Regions from separate parts of the Danio rerio genome. Here region 1 is linked to region 2. The links are chromatin contacts, called in public Hi-C maps. All regions are on one chromosome and are shown on one strand. The core of a region is the stretch at or near the end of the contact, and the rest is flanking DNA. Distances in the headings are between cores, read along the strand shown. Region 1 overlaps aclya (ATP citrate lyase a). Region 2 holds the start of odad4 (outer dynein arm docking complex subunit 4).

Region 1 (4,416 bases), core at 1,167-3,666, 94 kb after region 2:
TAAAAGATTAGAACTGCTTGAGTGTGAGTAAATGATCGCATGAGGACAATCTTCATTTTGGGGTGAACTATCCCTTTTAATTGAGGTGTGTAACATTGTCTTTGAATTTAAAACTGTTAAAGTCTATTTAAATATGAGATCTACACGCTCTTTGTGTATGAATGACTTGATGAATGAATGATAATTCATATGTTTTGGGGGTTTTTTGTTGATAAGTTTATTTTAACTATAAAGTTTCGGACAATTGGAGGGGAAAAAAATTCATAAGGCCTTAATAAATAACGCAAGCAGGTGATTTTTACACTGCTCTTTCAATTTCATAGTTAAAATAAACTTAACTTTGACTTGTAATCAAACATCAGTATACCAAATTAGGTAAAATATTTTGAGAACATGTCAAGCGTAAAAAACTCAAAACAGTTCTGATAGTGTTTGAAAACACGAGGGTTCCTAATGTTTTGAATTTGTTAAACTATTAATACATTGTTGTTATATGTTAATATTGTTTTATAATTTTGCCGTATTTAGTATGTTTGTTTTATGAAAATTGAAAAATATATTAATGTAAACATAAAATAGAATACGCTGAAAAATGCATACATTTTAAACATTGTTTAATTGCAAACCAGTAAAAATCACTTCTAAATTAGTTTGGGCCTTATAAATATTACAAGTAGGTGACTTTTAGACTGCTTTTTCCCTTGTTGTTTGCTTGCTTCATTGATTTTTTTTTTATTCATAAATTTTCTTCAGATTAATAATCCTGATATGCGAGTGCAGATCCTCAAAGACTTTGTGAAGCAGCATTTCCCTGCCACCCAGCTGCTGGACTATGCTCTGGAAGTGGAGAAGATCACCACCTCAAAGGTACAAACGTTCATGTGGGTCTGTGTTTCTGTTTATATATCCCAGGTGATGCAATTACAAGCAGAGAGCATCACATACAGGTGTTAACAGCCACATCACAGGTGTAGCGTGAACTATTAAGTGTCCTGATGATCATTCTCGGACAACAGTAGAGAACTGTCTTACATCAACTTTGCTCTTTTCACACTAGAAGAAAAATGTAAAAGATAACAGATTGCCAATTGTCATATTACGTTGTTTAGCAACATGTATACCAGTGTTTCCCAACCCTGTTCCTGAAGGCACACCAACAGTACACCTTTTCAACCTCTCCCTAATCAAACTCATGAATTATTTCATCAGAGCATTAGAAGAGGCTCGGAAACCTGAAACGAATGGGTTAGATAAGGCAGACATCCAAAATATGTACTATTGGTGTGCCTCCAGGAACAGGGTTGGGAAACTCTGGGTTACACGTTGCTGAATACAGTAATAAGACTATTGGCAAGCTGTTATTTTTTTAATTTTTATAAGCATTTTCTACTGCTAGGGCACAGGTCACCAATCTCTTTCCTGGAGGTCCGGTGCCCTGCAGGGTTTAGCTTTAACTTGCCTCAACACACATGCCTGGGTGTTTCAAGTATACTTAGTAAGACCTTGAGTAGCTTGTTCAGATGTGTTTGATTAGGGTTTTAGCTTGAATCTGCAGGACACCGGCCCTCCAGAAAAAAGTTTGGTAATCCCTGTTCTAGTGTGTAAAGTTCTTGTTTGTAATATGCATGACAAGATCTTTATACGTTTGTTACATTGAATGACATTTTAGTTGATGTAAACATGGATGAGTCCATTTTATAACAATAAAAAGTTAACCTAATGTATGAATTTTAGTGTACACACAATAAACATTAAACCTGTTAAAGTTACATTATTATTCTAATTGTTTTTCGTTTAAATCAATCTTTCTCTCAGAAACCAAACCTGATTCTGAATGTTGATGGTTTCATTGGAGTATCGTTTGTGGATCTGCTGAGGACCTGCGGTGGCTTCACTCGGTCAGTAAAACACCAGTAAACTATTACTTAGTGCCAATAGAAATCTATCATACCCTGTGAAAATGTACACATTTACTCACTTTATACATTGCTTTCAAAAGGCCTTCGGGATAAAGTAGTAGAAAGGCACAAGTCGGAAGGCTGCAAAAACATCAAAAGCTGGAAAAGTTATGTGGAGTGTGATTTGATTTCAGGCTGTATGACAATGAAGTCATTATTTCAAAGGGGTGTGATGATTCTCTATAGGTTTTCTATAATGTTCTATTCTGTATATGCGGTTTACAATGTAATGAATTGACATAAAAAAATCTTTATTTTTAATGTGTTAGTGACGAAGCGGATGAGTTTGTGGAGATCGGAGCACTGAATGGCATCTTCGTGTTGGGACGCAGCATGGGATTCATAGGTGAGTGTGTTTGTCTGTGTGCGTGTGTATCTGTGTGCTTGCATGCATGTCTGTGCGCGTGCGTTTCCGTGTGCGTGAGTGAATGCACATGTGCACGAGTGTTGTTACTTGAGCGAGCGTGTGTGTGTGAGGGCATGTGTTTGTGCGCGAGTGTTCGTGAGGATTCTTGCGTTAGCATGCGTGAGTGTGTGTGCGCGCGAGTGTTCATGCATGACCGACCATAGTCGTTGGAGTTTGTGAGGGTTCGTGCGCGAGTGTTAAGAATTCTTGCATGAGCATGCGTGCAAGTGTTCGTGCGAGAGAGTTCGTGTGAGTGTTTGTGCACAAGTGTTCCTGAGGATTCTTGCGTTTGCATGCGAGAGAGTTCGTATGTGAGTGTTCGTGCGCAAGTGTTCGTGAGGATTATTGCGTGAGCATGCGTGAGTGTGTGCGAGTGTTTGTGCGTGAACGAGCATGGTCATGTGACTGTGCACGTGTGTTCGTGCTTGAATGTTTGTGTGCGAGTGTTCTTGAGGATACTTGCGTGGGTGTGCGCGCGCGAGTGCTCGTGCATGTTCATGAGGATTCTTACATGAGTGTGTGTGCGAGTGTTCGTGCGTGAACGAGTATAGGTGTCTGAGTGTTCCTGCGCAAATGTTCGTGCATGAGTGGTCGTGAAGATTCTTGCGTGAGTGTGTGTGTGCGAGTTTTTGTGCATGAACGAGCATAGGCGTCTGAGTGTTAGTGAGGATTCTTGTGTGTATGCGTGAGTGTGTGTGTGTGCGAGTGTTCATGTGTGAACAAGCATGGTCGTGTGAGTGTGAGTGCGTGAGAACATGCAAGAATGCTCAAGAGTGAGCGAACGAGTTTGCTTGAGCATGTGCGAATGTTCGTCCGTGAGTGTGCGCAAGCGTACGTGTTTGTGCGTGATTGTTTTTGAGCATTCTTACGTAACCGTGTGTGTGCGTGAGTATGTGAGTGTGCATGCGTGAGAGAGTGTTTGTGCGTGAGTGAGTATTAGTGTGTGTGTGTGTGTGTGTGTGTGTGTGTGTGCGAATGTGTGTGAGTGTTCGTATGTTAGCATGTGTGCATGAGCGAGCGAGCGTGAGTGCATGCGTCTGAGTGTTTGTGCGCGAGCAAGCGAGCATGAGCAAGTGAGTGTTCATGAGTGTCATCTTGTGTGAGCTTGTGTGTGAGTAAGTGATCCATATCTTATGAAATACCGTTATTTAAACAAGCTTGTATCTTTGTATGCAGGTCATTATCTGGACCAGAAGCGGCTGAAGCAGGGTTTGTACCGCCATCCTTGGGATGACATTTCCTACGTGCTTCCCGAACACATGACCATGTAACGACAGAATCCAGATCTCACTGAACCCATGAAGTCGAAACACTTTTTCTCTGTTGTGTGTGTGTGTGTGTGTGTGTGTGTGTGTGTGTGTGTGTGTGTGTGTGTGTGTGTGTGTGTGTGTGTGTGTGTGTGTGTGTGTGTGTGTGTGTGTGTGTGTGTGTGTGTGTGTGTGTGTGTGTGTGTGTGTGTGTGTGTGTGTGTGTGTGTGTGTGTGTGTGTGTGTGTGTGTGTGTGTGTGTGTGTGTGTGTGTGTGTGAGTGTGTGAGAGTGTGTGAGAGTGTGTGAGTGTGAGAGTGTGAGAGTGTGAGAGTGTGAGAGTGTGTGAGAGTGTGAGAGTGTGAGAGTGTAAATGTGGATCTGCACTTCTCCGGATGTGAGTGTGTTTGTGTGTGTCCTTTTTGGTTTAGTTTTTTCTCTGTTCTGAATGTTTGTGTTCTTGTGTAAAACAAACCTGAGTTACTGTCCCAATATAAACTGTAAATGTAACCTGACTGCCTGATGTTGATTGTGTTGCAATGGCATTTTAAAACTGTGAAATCATCCCAACACATTCCATATCTCCGTAGTACACATCATCTCGTATATATCTCTGCAAAATGTACATCTGCTTATGTCGGTGTGCCTACAAAAGGGAAATTATATTAGAAACCAAATCGCCTGGTTGCTGGAATATTCCCAGTGTATTATTATTATTATTATTATTAATGCTTTGTTTAAAACAGCCGTGACTGCAAACTAAACTTTTGAAAATCACCTAAAGAGTAACTTCAGTTTTCCCATAG
Region 2 (4,050 bases), core at 63-2,562:
CCTGTGGTTCAATGCTGAATTTTTATTACTTCTAAAATCATTATATGATTATTTGCATTTCTATTATGATCAGATATTAGTACAAAATCACTAACAACTCAAATCACACGTAAAAAATATGTAATTGTTAAAAGAGAAAGACTTACTGTATGGGAGTTGGATTATCACAGAAAAAAATATATATAAATTTAAAATGGTAATTACATAATGTATTTTTAACAATATCTATTATATAAATGCATTTATTTTTGTGCAAATACTTGTTTTAAGCGTCATGAATTAACATAACATGACACTAAAACTGCCAGCTGTCTTAATTGATTCATTCATCATTCAAATGATTCATTCAAAAAGGCTGGTTCATTAAATAGTGACTGGCTGTGTGCTGGAAAATGTTCGTCTCGACACTGAAGACTTTGTATCATGCTTTTAAATCACAGGAATTGATTAAACTTGAGCTGCATTAAATAAAAATACTTAATACAATTGAATTTTGCTGTATGTTTGAATAAATGCAGCCTTTGTGAGCAGAATAACCACATTATAACTAATTCTAAGATATTACAGATTCTAAATTTTTTTTTTGGTCATGTATATTTTTAAACATGCAAATGTCTAAGACAAAGTGTGTGTAAAGAAACATTTACAGAATGAAATGTCAAACATTTTGAAGATATTTTAAACAAAAAACATCCTTTTTAGAGTGTATCATTACACTAAAACCCAACAGTCAACTTTATCAAGTGAAATGAGTTTAAAATTGATTTGAGTAAAGCACATAAGCACTGTAAAACCCGGTAGTTAACTCCAAATGTACTGAAAGTTAATTCTACTCATTTGAAAACAGTTTTAAACTCAATGTTTAAGGTAACGAGTTTAATAAATACCTCATTAATTCAACTTAAATGGAGTAAGTCCACAGTATAGATAATTTTTAACTCAAATTGTTTGTTGCAATTGGTTTCCTCACGGTTTTGAGTTGCCTTCTAAATGGTTTTTACAGTAATAATGTGCTTCAGTGCTTCGTTTACTCAAATGGATTAAGTTCACAGTACTCATTAGGGTTAGTTTTTGGATTGAGATGGTTTGTTATAATCCACAAATGGTTCAAGTAACCTTACATTTTTGGATTTTACAGTGTAGTATGATTGTATACAGTATGTATAGTGTAAAACAAAAGAGTAAGGTGTATAAATGGTCTAAAAGAGTATAAAAAAGTATAAATGAAACGTTTTCTGAGGTAAATTTGCACATTTAGGGTGAAATGGCGTGCTGTGTGTTGGCATGTCAATCAAAGTTCCTCTCACAGTTCATTGGTCCCACTGTGTTTTGTTAGTCACGTTGCTAGGATACACCAGACAGGACTGCAACCTCACGTATAGATGTGTACTGAAACGTTTTGACATAATTTTGCCTAAAATACGATTAAAATGTTCGATAACGAGGAAGGACAAGGCCCGAAAAGCACCTTCACCACCTACATGGCTGAAGGAGACCAGCTGTTCCAGAGAGGAGAGTATGTCAAAGCCGTCGAGAGCTTTACTACGGTAAGCCAACTCATGCAGGCTTTATGTGAAACGCACATCTGAAAATATGGTGTGTCTAAATTTGTTTTATTTTACAATAAATACGTGCTGTCTGTTATCCACCAGGCTTTAACTTTGCAACCGGATGATAAGAACTGTTTAGTTTCCAGATCCAGGTGTTATGTTAAACTCGGAGACGCAGAAAACGCGCTGAAAGACGCCGAGAGCTCACTTAAAGACAACAAAAACTACTTCAAGGTGTGTTTATTTGCAGTACTGGCTTATTTTCCTCTCGTTTTTGCTCTGAAATGCATTTTTCAGTAAAGTTACCGTTGATATGTATCTGTGTAGTAAGGCATTTGCCCTGAAGAGGGCGTACTTGTATAATCTGATTCGATCGTTCTCTGGATATCTGATAAGTAATTTGAATTCCATGTATAGCCCACTTTTTAATATAAACAACAGCAACAGCGATTATATTTTATAAATAAAATTATAAAAAGACATTATACAAGAAATAAAATCCAAGTTTACAATTTACATTTTTGATATGAGCTATACAAGCAGAAAGTTACTTTAGAAAGTAATGCATTACAATATTGAGTTACTCCCCAAAAAGTAACTAGTTGTGTTACTTAGTAACTTTATATGGTAATAATGCATTACGTTACTTTTGAGTAAAATTTGCCCTACTTTTTATTACCTGGCTGAGGCTTCAGAACTTGTTTTTTTTCTGTTTATTTCTTTCTTTTTTAAATAGAGGAGTTCTGCAATTAAAACACATGGTATAACCTAGACCTACATTTACCTTTAAAAACCACATCCAAAAAATATACAAGCAGTGATTAACATAAGAGTACACCCCTCACAAATCTATCTTTTAAATTCATATTTTAATAGGAAGCTATACAATATTATATTTAAATATACAATAGATTATTCAGTACTGAAGCCAAATCTGAAGCTTATCTATCAAAATAACTTACTACAACTGTCCAAAAACCAGTACACCCAAATTTATCTGTAATAAAAAAATTAAGTTTGTTGTTTTGTAGGTTGTAATTTTTTTTTTACAGCTTGAATTGAATTGAATTATCTTTCTATTTCTAAAGATGATCGGTAACTAAAATATTATTTCAGTAAATATATCTGTTTAAACTTTTAATTCCTCAAAGGTGCCCTGATTTCTCAAACTGCAATTTAAAGGCTTAACTAGGTACAATTATGTAATTTAGGATAATTATGAATAATAGGATAACACTGGTTTGTTCTGTAGCCAATTGAAAGAAGGATATTTTAAGGGGGTTAATAATATTAAAAGTTAAGTAACTATCAGACACAAATATTTAAAACACTAAATGATGCATTTAATTTAGAAATAAAACCTAGTGTTTTATTTCTAAATTATTTTTGGTGTACCAGAATACGTTGACAAACAGGGAAAAAATGTTGGCAACTTATGATGAAATGGCAACCTATGATTTTGGCAACCCACATAAGTAAGACTCTCTCGTCTTTAACTGATCTGTGCAAACAGGTTTAAATGTGATAACCAATATTGTTTGGTGTCATATTTATGCAGAAGACCACTATAAATATGTCAGATTGTTGATTTGTTTATTCCATTTTGCTCTACTATACACACTCACTGGCCACTTATTGGGTACATCTGTCCTGGTCTGAGTATTTGAGAAACTACTGATCTACTGGGATTTTCACACCATCTCTAGGGTTTTCAAAGAATGGTCAGAAAAAGAGAAAATATCCAGTGAGCGGCAGTTCTGTGGGCGCAAATGCCTTGTTGATGCCAGAGGTCAGAGGAGAATGGCCAGACTGGTTCCAGCTGATAGAATGGCAACAGTAACTCAAATTACCACTTGTTACAGCCGAGGTATTGTGGTAAATATTGACTTCTCATTAATTACAAATTATCAGACCGGAGGTTTTGAATATCAGAAAATAGACTTTATTCTCCATAATAAAGCCGAGAAAGAGCAGAGCAGACCCCAGAGCATTCTGAAGTCTCTCCTGCACCTTCTAAAGTTTCAGTGTGTTTGTTACAATTTTTATACAGGATTATTTGACACACCCCTAAGTCTCTTTTTAACTCTTGACCATTTTTGAATAGGTTTCTAGTCTAAGGGGTCCTGCTATTCTTGGCTCTCAGCCCACTAGCTCATGTCAGCAGAGATGTTACAGGTCTATGTCAGCAAAGTATAGATGCAACTTATGCAAAGGAACTAAGTGTTTACATACATTGTTATGATAGGATAATAACTTGATAATATATTACTCATTCTAACTTCTGACACATATAGCTTTATAGAAGTATTTAACATATATGATCAGTGCTTTACATATTCAGTTATTCTACACAATCAGTCACTCAGCCTTCTCCTAGTGTTGCTCCTGTGCAGGCATACTCATCTTACACAGACATATCACTGTATTTTTAACACAGGCTGGCATGTTTGCTGCAAACACTACATACATTTTGAGAAGAGAAAATTAACTGCTTTACACT

The links. Hi-C and Micro-C count contacts between places; a contact is called where the count stands out from the background.
Region 1: a Hi-C map of embryo shows a contact between it and region 2, with 2.6 times the contacts expected there. The contact joins the enhancer-like site here to the promoter of odad4 in region 2. A contact is called at or near these places in 5 of 18 Hi-C or Micro-C datasets (caudal fin, embryo, hematopoietic stem cells and 1 more) and 1 of 4 datasets of contacts at active chromatin or transcription factors (caudal fin).

Annotation. Positions count from the first base shown.
Region 1 is chr3:16,784,950-16,789,365 of GRCz12tu, forward strand. It overlaps aclya (ATP citrate lyase a), which reads left to right. Exons shown (of 29, transcript NM_001002649.2): 25 at 754-867; 26 at 1,816-1,898; 27 at 2,228-2,304; 28 at 3,541-3,729; 29 at 3,976-4,416. The coding sequence ends at 3,635. Among named protein-coding and RNA genes, the nearest start is that of si:ch73-141c7.1, 23 kb to the right of the region's middle. Within about 2 kb of position 2,417, at least 7 of the 62 cell types and tissues checked have an H3K27ac peak or open chromatin away from gene starts, as enhancers often do.
Region 2 is chr3:16,691,583-16,695,632 of GRCz12tu, forward strand. odad4 (outer dynein arm docking complex subunit 4) reads left to right here and starts at 1,313. Exons shown (of 12, transcript NM_200316.1): 1 at 1,313-1,547; 2 at 1,653-1,784. The coding sequence starts at 1,431.